Regions from separate parts of the Gossypium hirsutum genome. Here region 2 is linked to region 1. Evidence: chromatin contacts called from public Hi-C data. All regions are on one chromosome and are shown on one strand. The core of a region is the stretch at or near the end of the contact, and the rest is flanking DNA. Distances in the headings are between cores, read along the strand shown. Region 1 holds the start of LOC107948113 (stearoyl-[acyl-carrier-protein] 9-desaturase, chloroplastic-like). Region 2 holds the start of LOC107957237 (selenoprotein F).

The links. Hi-C and Micro-C count contacts between places; a contact is called where the count stands out from the background.
Region 2: a contact with region 1 is called in a Hi-C map of leaf, with 2.2 times the contacts expected there. The contact joins the promoter of LOC107957237 here to the promoter of LOC107948113 in region 1. A contact is called at or near these places in 2 of 34 Hi-C or Micro-C datasets (both in leaf).

The regions. Positions count from the first base shown.
Region 1 is chrA05:65,236,073-65,242,285 of Gossypium_hirsutum_v2.1, reverse strand. It overlaps LOC107948113 (stearoyl-[acyl-carrier-protein] 9-desaturase, chloroplastic-like), which reads left to right and starts at 2,568. Exons shown (of 3, transcript XM_016882581.2): 1 at 2,568-2,897; 2 at 3,212-3,716; 3 at 3,895-4,775. The coding sequence starts at 2,773. The coding sequence ends at 4,455.
Region 2 is chrA05:65,427,964-65,434,176 of Gossypium_hirsutum_v2.1, reverse strand. It overlaps LOC107957237 (selenoprotein F), which reads right to left and starts at 3,789. Exons shown (of 4, transcript XM_016892705.2): 1 at 3,438-3,789; 2 at 2,150-2,208; 3 at 1,168-1,349; 4 at 510-752. The coding sequence starts at 3,618. The coding sequence ends at 677.

The DNA.
Region 1 (6,213 bases), core at 1,319-3,818:
ATGAGGGGCCCACTGAATTCAGCTGTAATGGCTTAGCATTATAGCCAACTAAACATGCTGTTACTTGTATTTCTTCAAAGTAATATAACACTTTTGATAGCTTTTTCTTAAACACTTAGTGTGTTTAGTTTTCTTGTGGCTTTTTTGTTCATTTTTTGCTTCTTTGCTTGAAAGTTTGCTTCAGTTTTATTTCAGTGCCTTAGAAAATTTCTGTTATTAAATTTCATCTTTTGAGAGTTAAGCTGACTTAGACAAATTTAAAACTAAGTTTCGTGATTTCAAGTTGTTTTTTAAAAAGAAATTTTCGAATCTACAATGGATAGCTATTACTTTATTGTCTAGGAACTACTTAATTTTCAATTTCTTTTGATTTTTCTTGCGATTCATGTTCTACTCAAATTCCTTACAACATTTCATATGTTTAAAGAGAGATTTATTTCAGAAAGAATGATTTAGAAATTCTATCATTACTTTTTCGTCTTCCCTTTGTAGTATAAAACTGAAAGCAAATTAGTAGGAAATAATAAAAATTGAAAAGGAGAACTTGATTTGTTTTTGGGAAAATGTAAAAATAATTTTTAGAAATAAAATATATTAAGACATTTTACATTTTTAAATTTTTTATATAAATTTTTTATTTTGAAGAAAAATTTATTTTCAGTGAATTTATATAAATTTTAAATTTTAAAAAAATTAATTTTGGTAAGAGATTATTTCTATGAAAAGTAAAATAAAATGGAAGAATTGCTCATAAGTAGGGGTGTGCAAAATTCGGGTAAAACCAAAAAAATTCGGTTAACCGACCGAATTCGGTTAATTGGTCGGTTAACTGAATTAATTCGGTTGGGGTCGGTTAATAATTTTTTGAGTTTTCGGTTAACGGTTAATTCGGTTCGAAACTGGTCGGTTAACCAAAACAATTTGATTAATCGAAAAAATTAATAAATAAAATTATAATATATAGATAGCTCACTATTCACTAAAACCAATTCAACATAAACTCAAATACCCAATCTAATATATACTAACCCAAGTACCCAACCCAACCCAATTACCCAACCCAATCATAAAAATTACAAATAATTTAATAAATAAAAATAAAAATCTAAAACTAAAAATAAAAATAAAAACATATAATTTTATACAAATAATTCAGTTAATTCGATTAATTTGGGTAATTCGGGTAATTCAATTAATTCGGTTAATTTTATACTTATTTTAACCAAAAATTAAAAAAAGATATAATTTTCGGTTAATTCGGTTAATCGACCGAATTAACCGAAAATTTTTTGGTTCGGTTAATTTTTTTTTAAAAATTTCAGTTCGGTTAACGGTTAAAAATTTTGAAAGGTCGGTTAATTCGGTTAATGTTATTTCGGGTCGGTTAACTGATTGAACACCCCTAGTCATAAGGGCTTGAGCTAGCAATCAAAGGTCAATAAATAGACACGTGGCATCCCTTGATTGGTCAGTATGCCATGTCATCAATTTTTTAACGGGGTTAAGATTAAATATTTTTACTATTAACAAAATTAAAGTACATATACTAAATAGGACAAATTAAAAGTGAAGATACCACATTGAAAGATTTGGTAAAGCATAAGGTAATTTTTTCCGTTATCCTTAAAAATATATATATCACATTTGCAATTTTAATTTATTTTTTCGTTAGGTAACGATGTATTTTCTAATATTAATATATATAAACATATTAATATATTATTTTTTACGGGATAAATATCAAAATTATACATGAACTACGATTTGATGCGTAATTATATACATGAATATTGATTCTGTGTAATTTTATACATGAAATTTTGTTTATATATTACATACATAAATAATTATTTTTATCTAATATAAAAATAAATTGATGTATTTATTTATTTAAATGTGTATGACTAAATTAAAATTAAAGTTTTAAGTATATATTTGAACCACAATTAGAGTTTCATGTATATAATTACATAAAATTAAAGTTCATATAATTGCACATTAAATCAAAATTCATATATAATTTTAAAATTCACCCCTTTCTTTAAATATTACATTTTATTTTTTATATCCAAACTTGTCATTATATTCGCAACTATCACCCGTACATTTAGTTTAAGAAAAAAGATTGTATGAAACAGAGATATTATCACGTTTCAATAATTTCGTGCCACATCAACATTTTCTTCTTAAATTTTAAAATTTTCATTTGGATTTGATTTTTTTAAAATAAAATTATTAAAATTCAAAATAATAATATAATATACAACTATTAAAAAAGAATACAAATAACGTCAATGGTGGATTTAAGGGATTGGCAAGCTCCACTCCCTAAAAATAAAAAATTATTCATTTAACCCTTTTAAAAATTTAAAATAATAAAAATTAAATTACATTATTACCACTTATAAATAATAAAAATTTAATTTAATATTTTAAAAATTATAAAAATATTAATTATTAAACTGTCATTGAAAAGAAAGGTACACGTAATTAAACTGCGATTGCATGTTTTCTCGCCACCACTAGTCTAGTCTACTGTACAGTGTGTGTTTAAGCGATGTCGGCTTCTTCTTTTCTTTTCTTTTTTTTACATTAAAAATATGTAGAGAAAATCAGCAATTAAAACAAAAGTTAGGGCTAATGTGTTAAAGTAGCACCAATAAAGTATCCCCCTTAAGTGAACTCTTCAACACTTGCAAACAAAGACGGAGGAGTCTATAAAGTTAAAAGCCGTCCAAAACCCAAACCAGGAAAGCCAAACGAAAAGAAAAAATGGCTTTGAATTTTAATCCCATCGCCTCGAAATCTCAGAAGCTCCCTTGCTTTGCTCTTCCACGAAAGGCCACCCTCAGATCTCCCAAGTTTTCCATGATCTCCACCATTCCTTCTGGCTCCAAGTTAGTGTCTTTCTTTCTTTTCATTTTGGCATAACCTTTTTTTCTTCTTCTTCTTTTTTTTTTTTACTTAAAGCTGATTTTGAATCTGGGTTTTTGTTGTTTTGTCTAACTGACATGGCTTTCAGGACTTCTCTTTTATGATATCTCACAATCTTAACGTTCTTGTTGTTTAATGGCCTCTAATCATTGTTATGATGAGATTTGAACTTTTTCAAATTATGATATTGTTGTCTTTGAATCCTTAGTAACAATGATGATGTATGAGTATGAGAATGAAAGTAATCCCAAAGTTGGTTTATTTTTACTGAACACAGAGAGGTTGGGAATCTGAAAAAGCCTTTCACGCCTCCAAAGGAGGTGCCTGTTCAGATCACCCACTCCATGCCGCCTCACAAGATTGAGATCTTTAAATCTTTGGAGGGCTGGGCTGAGAACAACATTCTGACTCACCTCAAACCAGTTGAGAAATGTTGGCAACCCGCCGACTTTCTTCCAGATCCTAATTCTGACGGATTTCATGAGCAAGTCAAAGAGCTTAGGGAAAGGGCAAAGGAAATCCCAGATGATTACTTTGTAGTTTTGGTTGGTGATATGATCACTGAGGAAGCCCTTTCAACTTATCAAACAATGCTTAATACCTTGGATGGAACTCGTGATGAGACAGGTGCTAGCCTTACCCCTTGGGCCATTTGGACCAGGGCTTGGACTGCTGAAGAAAACAGGCATGGTGATCTGCTTAATAAGTATCTCTACTTGTCTGGGAGAGTGGACATGAGGCAAATTGAGAGGACAATCCAGTACTTGATTGGATCGGGAATGGTAAGAATAACATACTTGCTACACAGTTTAGGAGGATGATTGAGTGATTGACATTTAATTACTCTTTTCAATTACAAAGAAAGGAAAACAGACAAGCATGCAAGATGTCATTATTTTCTTTTTATACAGTTCCAATCTGTCATTGTTAAACTAAACTCTTTCTTCTGTATAACGATAGGATCCTCATACAGAGAATAGTCCTTACCGAGGATTCATATACACTTCGTTCCAAGAAAGGGCAACTTTTATTTCCCATGGGAATACAGGCAGGCTGGCCAAGGAGTATGGGGATATTAACTTGGCTCAAATTTGTGGTAGCATTGCCTCAGATGAGAAGCGCCACGAGACAGCCTATACCAAAATCGTTGAAAAGCTGTTTGAGATTGATCCTGATGAAACAGTCCAGGCATTTGCTGATATGATGAAGAAGAAAATTGCCATGCCGGCTGAGTTCATCTATGATGGCAGAGATTATAACTTATTTGACCACTACTCAGCTGTCGCCCAAAGAATCGGGGTTTACACTGCTAAGGACTATGTTGATATAGTAGAGCACCTGGTGGATCGATGGAAGGTGAAGGAGCTAGCTGGGCTTTCGGCCGAGGGGCGCAAAGCTCAGGACTACTTGTGTGCACTTCCTTCGAGAATTAGAAGGTTAGAGGAGAGAGCGCAAGAAAAGGCCAAGGAAGCACCCAGTATCCCATTCAGTTGGATCTTTGATAGAGAAGTGAAACTTTAGGCCATGAAATACAGTTAAGACTCCTGCAATGCATTTGAGGAAACAAACACGAAGAAGCTGAATGCAAACTTCTCTTTATATATCCGATGTAATAGTGGTTGTATATGTAATAGGGTAGCACTTGTTTTCTGGATGTGTTGTGTCCTTAAAAAATAATGCCGATAGTGGCAGCTGTGATAGTTTTAGATGTTTGTTTTCATAATGTCTGTTATATCGTTGTACGAGTAGTATGTGTTGTTTTTGTTGAAACAATCTTCATATCTTAGTGATAATGCTGTGTAGTCATAGTTTTTAGTTTGCAATAAAAACTTCCTTCTCGATATTGGGTTAGTTTTGTTTTGAATGGGAAAACCTACTTTACATATAATGTGACAACCTTCAACATCTAACGTTGTCACTGAAGAAAACGCAAGTGGTAAATGTCAAGCTGTAGATCGTACTTTTTCTTACACGAGTAACATAGTTCAGCTAATAATATACCCACTGTTACTATACCATGACTACGGTTTTTATTTTTTATTTCTTATTTTTATACAATATTAGGGTTGCACTGTTTGATAAAAAACTTTAATTATGACTCTATACATTTTTGATTGAATTTCATTCATATTATTATTTTAAGTTGAATCATTCATTTGGATTTTACTACAGATGTCGAGTTTAGTACAAGAGGAAATAAGGAAAGAGAATGTCTTATTAGACTTAAAAACTCAAGTTTATTTATTTCGAATTCCAGTGATGTCGACAAGTTTCGTTTTATTATTTAAATAGAGTAACTTTAATTATAAGTTCTCTTATGATTTTTAGTAAAAGATTCTTCTAAATACAACTAAAATGAGATATGGGATATTATTAGAAATTTTCAACAAAATTAAAATTTCATCTCCCTCTATTTTGTTTTGGATTGGCAAAATTTAAAAATTCCCAACAATGCCGCGTAACATTTTAACTCTTCTTTATGTTCATGCTTTCATTTATAAACTGAACTAAGCTCTAAATAATTTTCTCTAACTTTTAGTGGTTTCTTCCATTGAAGAAATACCGCAAGAGAGCCCATAGTTAAAGTTTTGTTATAAAGATATGGTACATGTGGAGTTTAAAAAATTCACAAGTATTGTTGGAATGATGATAAGTGTATATAAGGTAGAGTAAAAACAATTAAGCCCTTAAAAAAAAGTGCACGCAATTGAGTTAAAAAAATCAACGAAACCCTTCTGCTAATAGAAATTGTTATTAACCAGCTTGACTGTTAATGGATGTCGACGTAATTAACAAAAGCAACGAAAAAGTGATACATGACATGCCATATGAATAAGTATGTTTCATAACATGCCACGTCAGTACACATCTAAGAAAATAAAATTTTAAAAATTGTTTAAAAAACTAAAAATGCACATTCTGAATGAACATGAACAAATGTACGTTCAAGTGCATTTAATTATGGACATCAACTAGTCTAGACTTATTATGGATGTGTTTTAGAATATTATAAAATAATTATTAAAAGTTGTAAAAAAATGTAAAAGTTATTAAAAATAGTAAAAAAATAAAAAGAAGATAATAGTTATTTCTAAATATTTTTAAAAGTTCTAAAAATAATATATAAAATATAAAAATATTAAAAATTTATAAAAATTATAAAAAAAATTATTAAAATAGTCTATTACAAATATAATAGAATCAAAATATCACATGTATTAGGAACTAAAATGAAATTTAATATATATATATCACATACATGTACATACTCTAAACTAT
Region 2 (6,213 bases), core at 2,540-5,039, 190 kb before region 1:
ATAAAAGAAATTGTGTGAAATGTTTGAGAGTACATTAAATATTTCAAAGATATGCTAAATCAATATATATATGTTTTTAGACTTAAAAAACTTATTACAAAATCAAACATATGTTTTTACGACAATTAAACCTGTTTGTTTAAAATTCCAATATTTTATCCAACGACGATTTTTAATCAACAAACAAGTTTTTGTTAATTTTTTTTTCCGCTGCTAAAATTCAAGTTAAGAAGTCAACTTTAATATTCAAATTTTGATTTTTTCTCAAAGTTATTCGTTTTCTAAAAATATCTTCCTAAGAAATTCAAATCATAACATGACAATTGTAATATTCGAGATTCGACCATAGCGGCTAGACCGGGTTTAAGATGGACCAAAAAATGTCAAACCTTTCCACCAGGCACCAACCGGTCAAAGTACAGCTAATCCAATTCAAAAGAATTCTCTTAACGGGCATGATACATGAACGAGCTCTTAAATTATGTCAACTGGCTTATAGTGATACTATCTGATCAACTGTATACTCCTTTATTCATAATTATTTTCCCTTTAAAGACAGAAAATCAGTAAGCTCAAGCACATAATTTAAAACGACAAGGCTAACATGAATAAATAGTTCAATCTTGCTGAGTTCGGTTTTACTTTATCTTGCGATAACAGGAATGTGAACTACTGTCTATGAGCTTGCAGAATAGGGCTGAACTTTCTTCTGCAGGAATTGCAGCATGTGTTCACGTTTCCAATTGTCAATTCTGCAAAATAATCACAGGAGTAAGAAGCCTCATTGTTTTCGCCAAAATGTGAGCAGGAATAATGCAAACGGAAAGTTGATAAGACTCTTGTTTCCTAAGTCTTAAGAAAGGCTGAATTTTATATGATTTGCTTTTCTGCATGTATCCACATATATGGAGAATAACAAGGTAAAACTTAGTGCATAAACAAAGATCATATTTATTCGTTTCGTATCTTTCTAAACAGCTTGAGAGCAAGCATAGAGGGAGAAAAAAAAGGGCCTAGGTAAAGAAAAAAAAATGGTTGGCTGTGAAGGACCAAAATTTGAATGAAGAGAAATATCATGAGTTTGGCCAAAGTAATCTGTCCAAGTATTCCTCTTTATTCAGTGGATATTATATCTCAAATATGAGCAAAAGATAGAAGGCACCTAACCTTATGGTTTCCTTATGTTGGCCCTCATCATCCAACATGATCAACTTGGGAGGAGAATTGAAAAGATATTGAACTTTAACTGTTGGAAACTTGTCCTTCTCTTCTTCAATGAAACCAACAATTTCTGGATAGAATACTAGTTTCCTCATGCAAACTTCCAGTATTGCACCTGAATAAGTAATCTGCAATTGCAAGAATATAGATGCAACTTCAGAAATTAGGAAAAGATTTAAAGAAAAAAAACACAGCATGCAATACCAAATTTAAGAAACTTCTATTCCCATTTAAAATGAGAAAGGTGATTGAGAACAACAAATATCTAGAATTTAGAAGCTTTTTGTTCTGCAATCCCATCATATATGGTTCGCTTCCGCCTTTCCCCCTTTTTTTAGGGGATAAATATCATTCCCTTTCCCCAAACAGAGCAGCAAAGAAAAATGATCTTAGAATATTTCTTTTAGGGGATAAATATCATTCCCTTTCCCCATTCTGACTAAAGAAATGCAGGACTAAGTGCAAGTCAGAAATGATCTTAGAATAGAGTTGTTGGTAGAAGGCATTTTAGAAAGAAGATAAGACATGATATATATTTCTTACATGCAAAGTCCACGAAGAAACTTAATACCCTTAATATATATATTGGTGTAATACCCTTAATATTTAATACAATTAAAGAGTGTCATTGTATCTGATGTACCTGCAGTACAATTATATATGCTAGAGATTCAATAAAAATGTAAAAATCCATGAACTCTTTTGCTAAAACGCAACATCCTCCTTTTCACAAGTCTCAATATAATCTGGGAATTAAATGACGCACCAATATAGAGCAGGAAAATATTTTTTTTAAAGAAAAACAGGGAGGATAAAGTGTAAGAGAGATTTAGAAAAATTACATGAGTGGTTAAAAATCTATTAAAGCATAAAATTTTGAACCTCTCTCCCGTGCCAAAGAAACCCATCTCCAAAGCATGTTTCATACCTTACTTGTAGAATCATCTGAGTCTTCTGTGCAACATTTCAAGCAGTCAGATATCAACTCTGCCATCAAAACACATAGACATAGTTACAGTCAGATTGATGCATGTAATGCACATATCAATTATTTGGTCTTTATTGTTGAGTCTAATATTAAAGATAAACACACCAAAGCAGCTGTGTTGTTTAAATTTCCAGTGTCACTCATTTTTTGTTAATCAAATGCATTACACTTGGCACACAATGATGGTTCAGCATACTTGAAATAGCATCATCAAGCAGAAGAATCACAAGGCAGTTTCATTTTGTACTGAAGGCACAAAATAGTTCTATTTCTACATAATAGTACAGTTAAAATGTTCCCAACTGCACAGGAAGATGACAATCAAATAGGTAACCATTCAGCTTTTTGGTGCTAGATACAGCTCACAGCAGCTAACTGGAGCTTAAGTTAAAATCCAAATGGAGCCTAAGGAATTTAAGGAGGCAGGGAAATTAAACACGAATGGAGCCTAAGGAATTTGATTACGCAAAAAGGAGACAGGGCAATTTGAAAAACAATAAAACTCTAATACTTAAAAATTAACTAGGATTTTCCTTAAAAAAAAAAAAAAAGCTTCCTAATGGACATTGCAGATGTGGTATTGAAATGATAATCACTTTAGAAATTTTGAAATTTTCAATAGAATGGAGCCATAGCTTGAGAAATTTGAGAAAGCAACTGGCCTTTTTTTTTTTAATAATCGTTCTGATCATATCAAATCTTTTTAACACAATTCCTAGAACTACCCATTGCCCCTCTCAACTCATAAATAACATAAATTGGGGGATAATGTGCTCCTACGCATTCCAACCCACCTATTCATGTATTTGCAACAATCTGCCAATCAAGCTAAGAATGGATCTGACCTTAAATTGGAAATTCTAAGTCATTTAACCACTTAAAATGTTGCTGCCTACTACAAAGATGCTTATATAGAAAATTATCATGATTATTTGACATTTGACCATATTACAAAGAGATGCATTAGTGCCAACTGGAAAACGCATCAAAATCGATAAATAACCCCCCCCCCCCCAATTAAAGATTAGACAAAGCCCTCTGATACCCTAAAATCAAAACCCAGAAATTAAAAAATAAAAAGTAAACCCAGACTGAAAAAACCAAATTTAATCCAAAGAATTCACCTTAAATTTCCAAAATTTAATCAAGCAAACCGCTATAGCAGCATAAAAAGGAATTTTCAAGTTTGTTTTCCAATTATTTTTTGAAGAGGATATTGATTCAGTACCTTTGTCCTTGACATACTCAGAAAAAGTGTTGCAATCAGAACAAAGGGCTAAACCCGTGAAACCCAGATCCTCACATTGCTTTGAACTTAGCTGTTCTTTCGATGATGATACAATCACAAAGGAGGCAGATGGAATTAAAATAACTATTAACACCCAATAATATAACGTGAACCTCAACATCTCTATCTCACTTTTACAGCTTCTTTCCTTTAACAAGTCTTCCTCTTCAAAGTTGAAAGTCGCTTCCTTCGCTTCCAAAGAGGAAAGAGTACTTTTGAGTTCTAACCTCTTTAAAAGGGAAACCGGAACGCCAGTGTTGATAGCGAAATAAAAACGATGTCGTTTGTTACTTTAACAATGTAAATACAAGTCGCTACCTTTGTCCATAAGTAGGTCAGGTTTGGGTCGGACAAGTTTCTTACCCACTCAATTTTTTACGAGATGAACTTCAAAAGTAATCATCTAACTATTAGGTCATCTAGGTTAAATATTTTTATTTTAATTGTTAACATTATTAAAATTTAACATTTCAGTCACTCTTTAGTTAAATCACTAATGATGACCTTTTTTATATTTACATAATAATAAATTTAACCCTTTAATGTTTACAAATTCTATTAATTTAGTCCTAAATCTTAAAAAATTAACAAATTTACCTATCAACTTTACATATTCGGTCAAATTAGCCATGATTCTTAAATACTAAAAGAATTAAATACAAAAAATTATTTAAAATTTCATTATTCAATAAAAATACATAAGATTTATATAAATACATACAAAATTATAAATAATTATAAATAAATAAATATTTTTTCTCATTTTCTAACATGAAATTTATTTATTAAATAATAATTTTATAAATAAAATAATTTAAGGGGAAAAAATCATGAAGAAGGCTTACGCAGTTTCAACTTTTCTCTTTTTTTCAACATTAATGACTATCATGCTCAGGTTAGGTAAAAATATTACTTAAGGTCGAAAAAGATGAGTGTAACACTCCTCGCTCGACCCGATTGTTAGGTTCGACTTATAGGATGCTACATTCATTGTCGGAGTAACTACAATCATTTTACAGTAAAAAATTTCATACGCATATGCACTTCAATGTCAATCATACTTATTTCATATAAACCAATCAAATCCAGTTTTAATCAAGCTTACGAAAGCTCTTTTGTCAATCCGAGCTCAAAATAGGACCAAATTGTGAAGTTTTAAAACTTCAAGGCTGACATCGTGACATTATCACTTCCATGTCGTGGAAACAGTTTATCATGCCATAGAGTCAGGTCATTCAATGTCGTAACGCCACTTACTGTCGATCGACGTTGCAGCGAAGAAGAATGGTCGTCGAGACAATGACTCTGTTTTTGGTATAAATAAACCATTTGGTACCTATTTCAATACTTCCAACCATACATAACATTTTATGCACCAAATATCAAACCTAATTGGTACAAAACATACTCAAAACCATACCATTCAAGTTTAAACATTCAATTCAACTTTTTTACAAGATATTCAATTCACTTTCACCAATTAAGCTTAAACAATTTCATTACCATTTGAGCATACTAACCAAATTCATTCAATTGCTTAACATTACCTATATCAAATTTATCAAAACATACCATTTTACTCCCATTACATACACAATTCATTATAGACATGTTTAATACATAAATCATGAACCAAATAAACCATTCACTAGTTTATATCTCAAGCATTTCTAAATTCAAATACCAATTAATAAGTTCATGTTCTAACTTACCAAAAGCATCCAATTTTGTTAAATTAAGAATTAACCACTTCATTTGTCATGCACATCATTCAAAACATCATAAACCAAATCCATTTCCATGTTCAATTCATCAAGATTTTTATACCATAAGGTATGTACCAAGAAACCTATATACACGCCACAAGCTTAACTTCAAAATGATTAAACATTTACCAATTCGGTGATTGGATAGTTGTTAGAGTATACCCAAAGACCAATCATGAGATGGTTGTAATTACATACTCATTTTACCTTGTTTGTTACTAGAAGGCAATGTCATTGTTATTTCAGTTTCTTTTTCTATTTATATAAATAAATTGATTAATAATAAAGTCCTGAGAATAATATGATTATTCTTAAAAGGCCCTTAGTCAAGTATTATTGTGGGTTTGGACAATAATAATGCATTGAGACTAATGTGTAGTTGATTGATGACAAAGTGCTATCATTAACATAAGGATGTCAAAATTAATACATATGAATGTGTTAGAGAATAACATACTGGACTGAACCACCATGAGTATGTTTCTTGGATTATTATGTAATAATTACAAACATTACTCATATTGATAACTATGTATATGATCCTCAGGCTTGAGGTTATCATTGTCCCAACATTCTGAGTTGTATATTTTGATACAGTCAAACGTCTACCATAACAGGTTGTACTATAAAGACTGATGTTAGATATACCATAATCCATGTAGCGAGAAATGGTTGATCAAGATAGGATTTATCCCTCTTACATAATAGGAGTAATATCTTGGGCCACTTGATGGAGTGAGACTAGAAATGCATGGTCATACTCAAATAAGTTTATATGAGATATAACAATTTTTTTAGTCTAATCAGAATATCAAGAAATATGAGACTGGACTACACAAGTGTGACTATATCATTACTTATATTCAATCTAGATATAAAAGATAAAAGGATATACATGAAAAAGTTTATCATAGAAAGGTTATGTCAAATCATGACTTCTTGTAACTTCA